Regions from separate parts of the Ovis aries genome. Here region 1 is linked to region 2. A link is a contact called in public Hi-C data. All regions are on one chromosome and are shown on one strand. The core of a region is the stretch at or near the end of the contact, and the rest is flanking DNA. Distances in the headings are between cores, read along the strand shown. Region 1 has its middle 9.9 kb from the start of TRNAC-GCA. Region 2 holds the start of CDX2 (caudal type homeobox 2).

Evidence for each region. A called contact is a pair of places that touch in the nucleus more often than the background predicts.
Region 1: a Hi-C map of mixed tissues shows a contact between it and region 2, with 4 times the contacts expected there. The contact joins the enhancer-like site here to the promoter of CDX2 in region 2. A contact is called at or near these places in 4 of 16 Hi-C or Micro-C datasets (hypothalamus, liver, mixed tissues and 1 more).

The regions. Positions count from the first base shown.
Region 1 is chr10:32,443,438-32,447,948 of ARS-UI_Ramb_v3.0, forward strand. No RefSeq gene overlaps it. Among named protein-coding and RNA genes, the nearest start is that of TRNAC-GCA, 9.9 kb to the left of the region's middle. Within about 2 kb of position 2,269, at least 7 of the 54 cell types and tissues checked have an H3K27ac peak or open chromatin away from gene starts, as enhancers often do. A contact at or near this core is called in liver, where this site is marked.
Region 2 is chr10:32,361,829-32,365,850 of ARS-UI_Ramb_v3.0, forward strand. It overlaps CDX2 (caudal type homeobox 2), which reads left to right and starts at 2,095. Exons shown (of 3, transcript XM_027973894.2): 1 at 2,095-2,801. The coding sequence starts at 2,261.

The sequences.
Region 1 (4,511 bases), core at 1,019-3,518, 82 kb after region 2:
TGCGCCAACAGCACGCCAACTCCAAGAAGCTGCTTCCTGTACTTGCCTTTTTGTCTGACACGTGCCTGATTGTGCCTTTTTCTTGAAAGTAGAATCTGGGTCAGTAGCCTTAAGCATGTAATGCGGAGCTTAAGTCTGTGTAAAGGCGGAAGAGATGTGGACCCCACGGAATGTGACTCAAGGGACCGGGAGAACCCAGGTGGCCTAGAGGCAGGCCTGACACCTGAAATGCCGCCACCCAGGTGTGTTCCACGGGGTCAGGAGCCGTCTGCTCCCTCCCGTGCTGTCAGCGACCCCTGGGATGGATGACGGCTGCAGGTGACAGTGACTGTCCAACCCGCACTGGGGGCCAACCCCCCAGGGAGTGTGGATGAAGGAGGGGTATGAGTGAGGGGGTGGGAAGAGCAGAGGCTGGGGCCCTGTTTGTTGGGCAGCCCTGAGCAGCCGTGACCTGGTGCCCAAGTGAGAGTCTCGGCCCTGCACAAGGCTGCAGCCCAGACCTGCTCAATCGGAAGACTGTGAGTCGGGCCTGGCAGTCTGGCTCGAACAAGCCCTGCAGGTAACACGGACTCACACCCAAGTCTGAGAGCCTCCAAGGGAATGACAGTTTTCTTTTTTAAAAAATTTGAAAAAACTGATTATATTATTCTTCTCGGTGAGACTCAAGAGAACATGACATCTAGAGAGAAAGAAGAGACAGCTTTGAGTGAGGAATGTTTAGGAGTTCATTCACTCTTTTACGTGATTGGAAAACTAATTACAAAACTTGATCATGCGTAAAGCCAAGAAAATTTCAATAACTACAGGACAAAGACCCCCAGGAATTCGTAGCAAAAAATATAGCCCCTTCAAAATCTAACAGCTTATTAATTTTATAAATGCTCTCTACATAGCTCAGAAAGAAACACAGCTTGTTTGGAAGAGTGAAAGAAGGCTGTTTTCTTGACTGTCTTTTACTCCCTGACATTCTCTGCCCTTGAAAAACCTGTCACAACAAAGTGGTGTTGGATTGAAGCTCCCGACTTTGGAATGTTTTCCGGGGATCCTTGCCCTTGGCCCCGTCTACTGAAGCCCTTGTCATCCTATCGTAACAATCTCAATTTGAAAACAGACTGAATACAATTTCTAACTCTGGCTCTGCCACTAACTGGCTGGGGGAACCCCGGCAAGTTCCTTGACCTTTTTGATCCTCAGTTTCCCATCTGAAAATGGGGCTAATCATAGGGTCCACCAGACCAGGGCTTCCTGAAGGTCCCTGTGCTGTGTATACACGATAAATGCTCAGAGGTGGGTGTAATCCATCAGTCATGCAGTATCGTCTCAACCTGGGACTTCCCTGGCGGTCCAGTGGTCAAGACGCCATGCTTCCTCTGCAGAGGGCGTGGGTTCAATCCCTGGTCGGGGAACTATGATCCCACATGCTGCACAGCAAGGCCAGAAAATAAAATAAACTTGAAGAAGTTAGACTAGACCTCAAGGAAATCAACTTGAAATGATGGGCATGGAAGGCAGGTAAGGTAAAAGTGAAAGTGTTTGTTGCTCAGTCATGTCCGACTCTTTGCAATCCCACGGACTGTATGTAACCTGCCAGGCTCCTCTGTCCATGGGACTCTCCAGGCAAGAATACTGGAGTGGATTGCCATTTCCTTCTTCAGGGGATCTTCCCAACTCAGGGATCAAACCTGAATCTCCTGCTTTGCTGGTGGATTCTTTACTGTCTGAGCCACCAGGATAACCCCAAAGTCGGAGACCAAACAAGTAATACTTGCGTATATGTTTAGGCTCTGAGACATATGTTTGGCTACTCTGATCCTGTGACCTTGACATTGTGGAAAGAACCGGGAAATATAAGAATATCTTACAAACAGGCCAACGAAGCTTTCAAGGCTGGCAAATGTCTTCTGCCCCGCCTGCCAGGGTGTGTCTCTCAGCAGAAAGAATGGTGGGCAGCAGCTGCGCCAGGGGTCAGGGTGGGGGTCGTCACTCTGCAGATTTGTGCGCTTGCTGGACGAACACACCTGGCTGGCAGGCTGACAAACAGACCTACCCCTCGTCCCCCACGGTTACCTCCCCACAGAATGATTTATGGTCGTTCAGTTTCCATTTATAAAACTGACAACGTTCCTGCTGATAAATATGATATACGTGAAATTCAGCAGCCGCAGGGTAAAAGCCACTGGCCCCATGGCGACATCTGGCCGCCTGGCTAGGGCGTCATCCGGTGCCCTTCACCCCTTGGTGTGCTGACTGCTGTTCAGTGCAATAAAGAGAGTGTAAGGTCCACGGGGGCATGACGACAGCAGTCAATGCAACCAGCAGGTCCCACAGCTGGGGCTGATCCCAGGCAGAAACATTTGGAGTGAAACTCAGGAAGAAATGCCCTGCAGTGGTCCTCACGCAACAGTGTGTCCTTGCAGCGTGGTGTAGGGATGGTGACCTGGGTTCAGTTCCTGGGTCGGGAAGATCCCCCGGAGGAGGGCATGGCTACTCACTCCAATATTCTTGCCTGGAGAATTCCACGGACAGAGGAGCCTGCTGGGCTGCAGTCCATGGGGTCACACAGAGTCGGACATGACTGAGTGACTAACACCCAGTGGGGATGGTGACTTTGATGGTGAAGGGCACAGCCGGCTTGACTGTGGAGCGGCAGGTGTTTTCATACACAGATGGTCTGCAAGCGCCTCATGCCCACCTAGGAGAGTGGTCTGTGAGACTGCAGTTCCAGTGGGGAATCGGTGCTGCCTTTTATCTGCAGATTTCAAGGTTCTTGATGTGAGTCATTCCTCCCTGGTGCCTCCTATGAGTGATAGCCTTCATTTTTCCAGATAAGGAGCCTGTGCACACGCTGGGCACTGGCCCCATGGGTCACTGAGTGGCTGACTAGCGCTCGCCTGTCCCTGGCAGGTACCCTGACTGTCCTGAGTCACCTGGATGGCAGTCAGAATGGGGCAGGGTGTACCAGGAGAGGAAGCCAGGACCTAGAAGAAACAAAGCACAGACTTCTCTGTGCTTGGTCCCCAAATTTGGTGTGTATCTAAATCAGTCATCAAGTGTGTTAAAAATGTGGCTATCTGGTCAAACTGGTTTCTCTAAGTAGATCTGGGTTAGGGTGGGGACCAGAATTCTGTACGTGAACAAATGCTGCAGGTGGCCATGATGTACACCCACATGTAGCTGATAAGGGCCAATAAGTAAGGGACCCTGGGGTGGAGGGGCCTGGGGGCTCCCACAGGACCACGCACTTGCGGGTATCTACCTTCACAGTGGCCACCAGCCCATACAGTCCCTGCCTCCGCGCAGGCTCAGGGGTGTCCTAAGTGAACCCCACTGCCCTCAGCACAGTGCTTCTCAACGTGTTTAGGTTCTGGTGCACCTTTGAGAACCTTCCTGGACTTCCGTGATGGTGTGGTAGGGATCCACCTGCCAGTGCAGGGGACAGGGCACGAGTCTGATCCCTAGTCTGGGAAGATCCCACATGCTGCCTGGCAGCTTAGCTCGTGTGCCACAACTACTGAGCCCGCATGCTGCCGCTACTGAAGCCCACGCTCCTAGAGCCTGTGCTGGGCACGTATAGAAGCCACGCGATGAGAAGCCTGTGTGCCACAGCTAGGGCATTGCCTCCGCTTGCCGCAACCAGAGAGAGCCGCCACACAGCAGCACAGATCTAGCACAATCAAAAAGCAAATCAAAAAGTAGATATATTACACACTAAAATTTTTTAAATAAAAATGAAATAAATTAAAAAATTTTAAACATGAAAACTTTCCTAAAAAAACATTCAGATGCCTACACAATCAGGCTGTGATTTCAGGAGTATCTGTAAGAGGCAGATTCAGTGTTGGGGAGGCAGATAATATTCAAGAGCTTAACCAAAACCTAAGAGAATCTGAAAGTAAATTTAAAACAAAATCTTGGGACATCTCTGGTGGTCCAGTGGCTAAGACTCCATGCTCCCAATGCAGGGGGCTGGGGCTTGATCCCTGGTCACGGAAGTGGATCCCACATGCTGCAGTGAAGACTGAAGACCCAGCATGATGCCACTAAGACCCAGTGCACCCAAATAAATAAATAAATGTCAAAAAAATAAAAATCTTTGTCTTGCTCAGTCCTACTATAAATAGTGTTTCTCAAGGCTGCTTGGCCCTTTCCAGTGGTTGAGGTTCCTAGTCCATTAGAGGATAAGAAACGCTATCTGGGTTTTTGTTGGGTGGGTCGACTGGCACTTACCAACCAGTTCCATCTCTTTCCAGGGTGCCTTTCTGATCTCAGAGCCTGCAAAGCTGAAACCCTATTTCCCTTGCTCCCTTGCAGCCAAACATGCACCAGGCTGCATTCGATACGCACTCGCATGGACGTGGAGGACAGGAGTTTGGCACAGGTCCCTGGGAATGCTCTTGGGTAAGCCCTACAGGCAGTGAGGCCACTGCTGCGCCACCCTTTCCCGGGTCCAGCGCCAGCATCCTGAGTGACAGGGGTCGGGGAGCATTTGCAGTACCTGTTTGTTGCTTAGT
Region 2 (4,022 bases), core at 845-3,344:
GAAGATGTTTGCTAGATCAAACGTCTGCAATGCTCCCACCACTTAACCTCCCACATCCCGGCCTCATCCAGGTCCACAGACTCCCCCCAACCCCACCCCATGATCCCCCTCCCAACTCAGTGACTTGGATTCTGTAACGGGCTTTGTAATTTGTTTCCTATTTTATTTCTCAAGAGGTCCAATGACACTCAGTTCTCCGGGCCAGGCCCGGGGAGATCCACAAGGATGATCTGCTACAGCCTTCACCAGTTGATTGCCCAGTTTGTTACCACCCGCCCCCTACATTTTAACCTCTTTCCTTAGGAAACACAGAGGACAGGAGGGACCAGCAAGGAGGAGATCCGAAGCCCTGATCCTGCTGGGGGCCTGGCCTCTCGGAACTCTGCGGCTTGCCGGCTGTCCTCTGTAAAGTGGAGATGACAAGACCCGCTCTATTCCCGATCTGGGGAGATGTGAAGATCTAGGAGATAAAGGACACTGGAAGGAGCTCCAGAGATCACACGAGGAAGTGACAAACACCAGAGACCACTCGGCGGCGAGAACCGACAAGGGTGGATCTGCAGGACAGCCATGCGCCCCGCTGGTTCCTGGAGCGCTCAAAGCCACCCAGCCCACTGCCCGGGCCGCTGCGATCCTCAGACCCTGGTCTGGCAGCGCCGTCTGGACTCGGAGCAGACAGAGGTAGACTGGCAGCCGCAGGCCCCACTCCCCGCGGTCGCTGAACCGAGATGGGCACCTGCCCGAGCGAATCTGGTCGCCCTGAGCTCCTGTCCTCCAACTTGTCCTGGCGGGTCCCGAGCCAGGCCACACAATATAGGTCCCCACGGCCCCCACTTCCAGCCCTCGACACAGTGCTTCCAAATCCAAGACCCTTCCCCACTCAGGGGTTTTTAGAAACAATGATCAGTGATGGCTCATGGGGCTCTTCCCAATCCCTGGAGATGAAAAACTATTTTCTCTGGAGAAATGTTTTACTTTGCAAATGAGAATGGTTTTAAGCCATTGGTATGTTGTATGACATATACATACCTAGGTAGACATTAGCAGAAATCCTAGAGTCCCTTCTCCTTGATTTTAAACTATGTATTTAAGTATATAAACATATAAGTGTAACTTGATTAGTTTTCACAGGCAACAAACACACCAGGACCCACCTCAAGAAACAGCAGAACTCTAGCAAACCCTCCTGCTCCCCTCTATTACTGCCCTCCCACCAGCCTGACTACTACCACTCTCTTCTAGGTTTGCACTCAAGATTTCTGAATTTGGAGTGTAAATGCTTTTTCAAAAAAATTAATAGCTTTAAGTCCCAAATGTGAGATGAACTCAGAGATGCAACCTGCAACTAGGGTCTTAATTTATCTCGTGTGGGGGGCCAGCTGTTTCCTAGGGAAGAAAACAAATGATCAGCGGTGACAGTTTGGGGGGCACAGTCGGCCTGGCCAGGGGGGCAGAGGGGAAAGGAACAGGCTTATTTCTCCCGGCTCCACCCGTCACCTCCCAGGCTGGCCAGAAACTCTGTCATCAAAGCAATGGCTTCCCTTTTTGTCTTTGGGATGGAAGGAGCTTCTTCTAGACACCCCCTCCCTTCCCTGCAAATGCAAAAACACGACTCCTCAGTTCCTGAACCCCGATTCCCACCAAGATCGCTCTCCCCACCCCTCCACCCCCTTTTGCAAGTCTCTAGATTCCATTCTTTGAACCCGTGATTGGAGGTTAAAGTGCACCAAGGTTGGAAGGAGGAAGCTCTTAACAATAAAGGTTTGAATATTTAGCTGTGATGGGTCGCAGCCCTCTCGAGAGCTCCCCCCCCTCCCTAATCTTTTAAAATGCAAATCGTGTTTCTAGGGGTTGTGCGCCGGGTGCGCGCTGCGCCTCGACGTCTCCAGCCATTGGTGTCTGTGTCATTACTAATAGAGTCTTGTAAACACTCGTTAATCACGTAAGGCCGCCGGCCTGGGGCTCCGCACGCCAGCCGGTGGCGGGTCTTCCCCGCCTCTGCAGCCTGGTGGAAAGGAGGTGGGAGGAAAGAAGGAAGAGAGAGCGGGAGGGAGGGAGGGAGGGAGGAGGCAGGCCCGAGGCAGGGACCGCCTCAGAGGCAGAAGCGCCGCGAGGAGCCGGCGGAGCTTCGCGGGCCAGGGAGCAGCCACCCGCCGTTCCGGTGCCCCCTCGCCCCCTTCGCCAGCGCGGCGCCCCCCGGCAGCCTCAAGCATCAGTCCCTGGGCAGCATGGTGAGGTTCGCCGTCGGGCCCTCGCCACCATGTACGTGAGCTACCTCCTGGACAAGGACGTGAGCATGTATCCCAGCTCCGTGCGCCACTCCGGCAGCCTTAACCTGGCCCCGCAGAACTTCGTCAGCCCCCCGCAGTACCCGGACTATGGCGGATACCATGTGGCGGCCGCGGCCGCCGCCGCCGCCAACCTGGACAGCGCGCAGTCCCCGGGGCCGTCCTGGCCGGCCGCCTACGGCGCCCCGCTCCGCGAGGACTGGAACGGCTACGCGCCGGGGGGCGCGGCGGCCGCCGCCAACGCCGTAGCGCACGGCCTCAACGGGGGCTCCCCGGCCGCCGCCATGGGCTACAGCGGGCCCGCCGATTACCACCCGCACCATCATCCGCACCACCACGCGCACCACCCGGCCGCCGCGCCCTCCTGCGCCTCCGGCTTGCTGCAGACGCTCAACCCCGGCCCCCCCGGGCCGGTCGCCACCGCCGCCGCCGAGCAGCTGTCGCCGGGCGGACAGCGGCGGAACCTGTGCGAGTGGATGCGGAAGCCCGCGCAGCCTGCGCTGGGCAGCCAAGGTGAGCCGGCGGGCGCCGGGGGAAGGCGCGGTCCGTGCGCGTCCGGGGACTCCGCGCAAGGGGGACGGGGCGGGGCGACGGCGTCTGGGGGCTCTGGACCCTCCCCCCCGGGGGTTGCTGCTCTGGCCTCTGCGTGGGGGCTGGCCGGGTAGGGAGTGGAGGTCCTGGTCTCACGAGTCGCGTTCAGTGTAAGGCAAAGGGGAGGCTCCCTCCTTCCCACCGCCCTTCCTTCGTAAGGTCGGGTCCTCAGACCCTCGGGAGACTCCCGCGAACGTGGCGCAGCGCGGCTGCAGCGCAGTGATCGCGTCCATCCGGCTTGCTGCCGCCCGCCCTCGCTCGGTGCGCGGCTGCCGGGCAGCTCCCCAGGGCCGGCTCTAGGGGGACGCCATCCTTCCCTGTCCCGGCCACTCGGGAAGAGCTTGGGCCGGGGCGGGGGGCGGGAGGGCGGCGCGGTCGCCCGAGGAACCAGGTTTAGCCTTTGGGGCCAAAGGTAAGGATCGGAGCTGCCGCGCTGGGGAAACCGGGCGAAGCTGCCGAAGCTGAAAGAAGGTGTTGGTCCTGGGAACTAAGTGGGGAAGAGGTGCGGCGCGAGGGTGGGGGGAACACCCGGGTCTTCAGACCTTTGATCTGCGCAGGGGCCATTTCAATCAAAAGCCGGAGGGCTGGGACTGGACTCCCCGGGAGTCCCCTCGTGTCTGCAGAGGGAGAAGGGGAGGCAGGGGTAGTGCGCGCTCAGCCGCTGCTCCAGCCAGAGGTCGTTTCTCCGGAACCTTACTTCACAGGGTCTGGTGTGTGTGTGTGTGTGTGTGTGTGTGCGCGTGTGTGTGCGTGTGTGTGCGTGTGTGTGTGCGTGTGTGTGCGTGTGTGTGTGTGTGCGCGCGCGGATATTCGTTTAACGAGCTTGCCCCAGAGGTGTTTCTGCAGAGATCCCGGGTTGGCGGGACTGAGCAGGCTCGTGGGCTCCGGGTCTGCCGCGTCCGGCGTCTGAGTGTGTCCAGTGGGGAAAGAGCTCCAGTAGGTGTGGTGGGAGAGTCCTGCTGGCTCCGCTTTCCCTCCGTGAAGCCTTTCCCAGCCCTCTGCACTTCCGCTTTTTCCTCTTCCCTCCTTTCAGGCCCAGCCCGGCCCGCATGCAGGTTATGGCCACTTTGCAGGGGTTTTGTAGCCGATTACAGTCGCATAAATCAGAGCAGCCGTTGGGGGCTGTCTCCTGGGATCGGTATT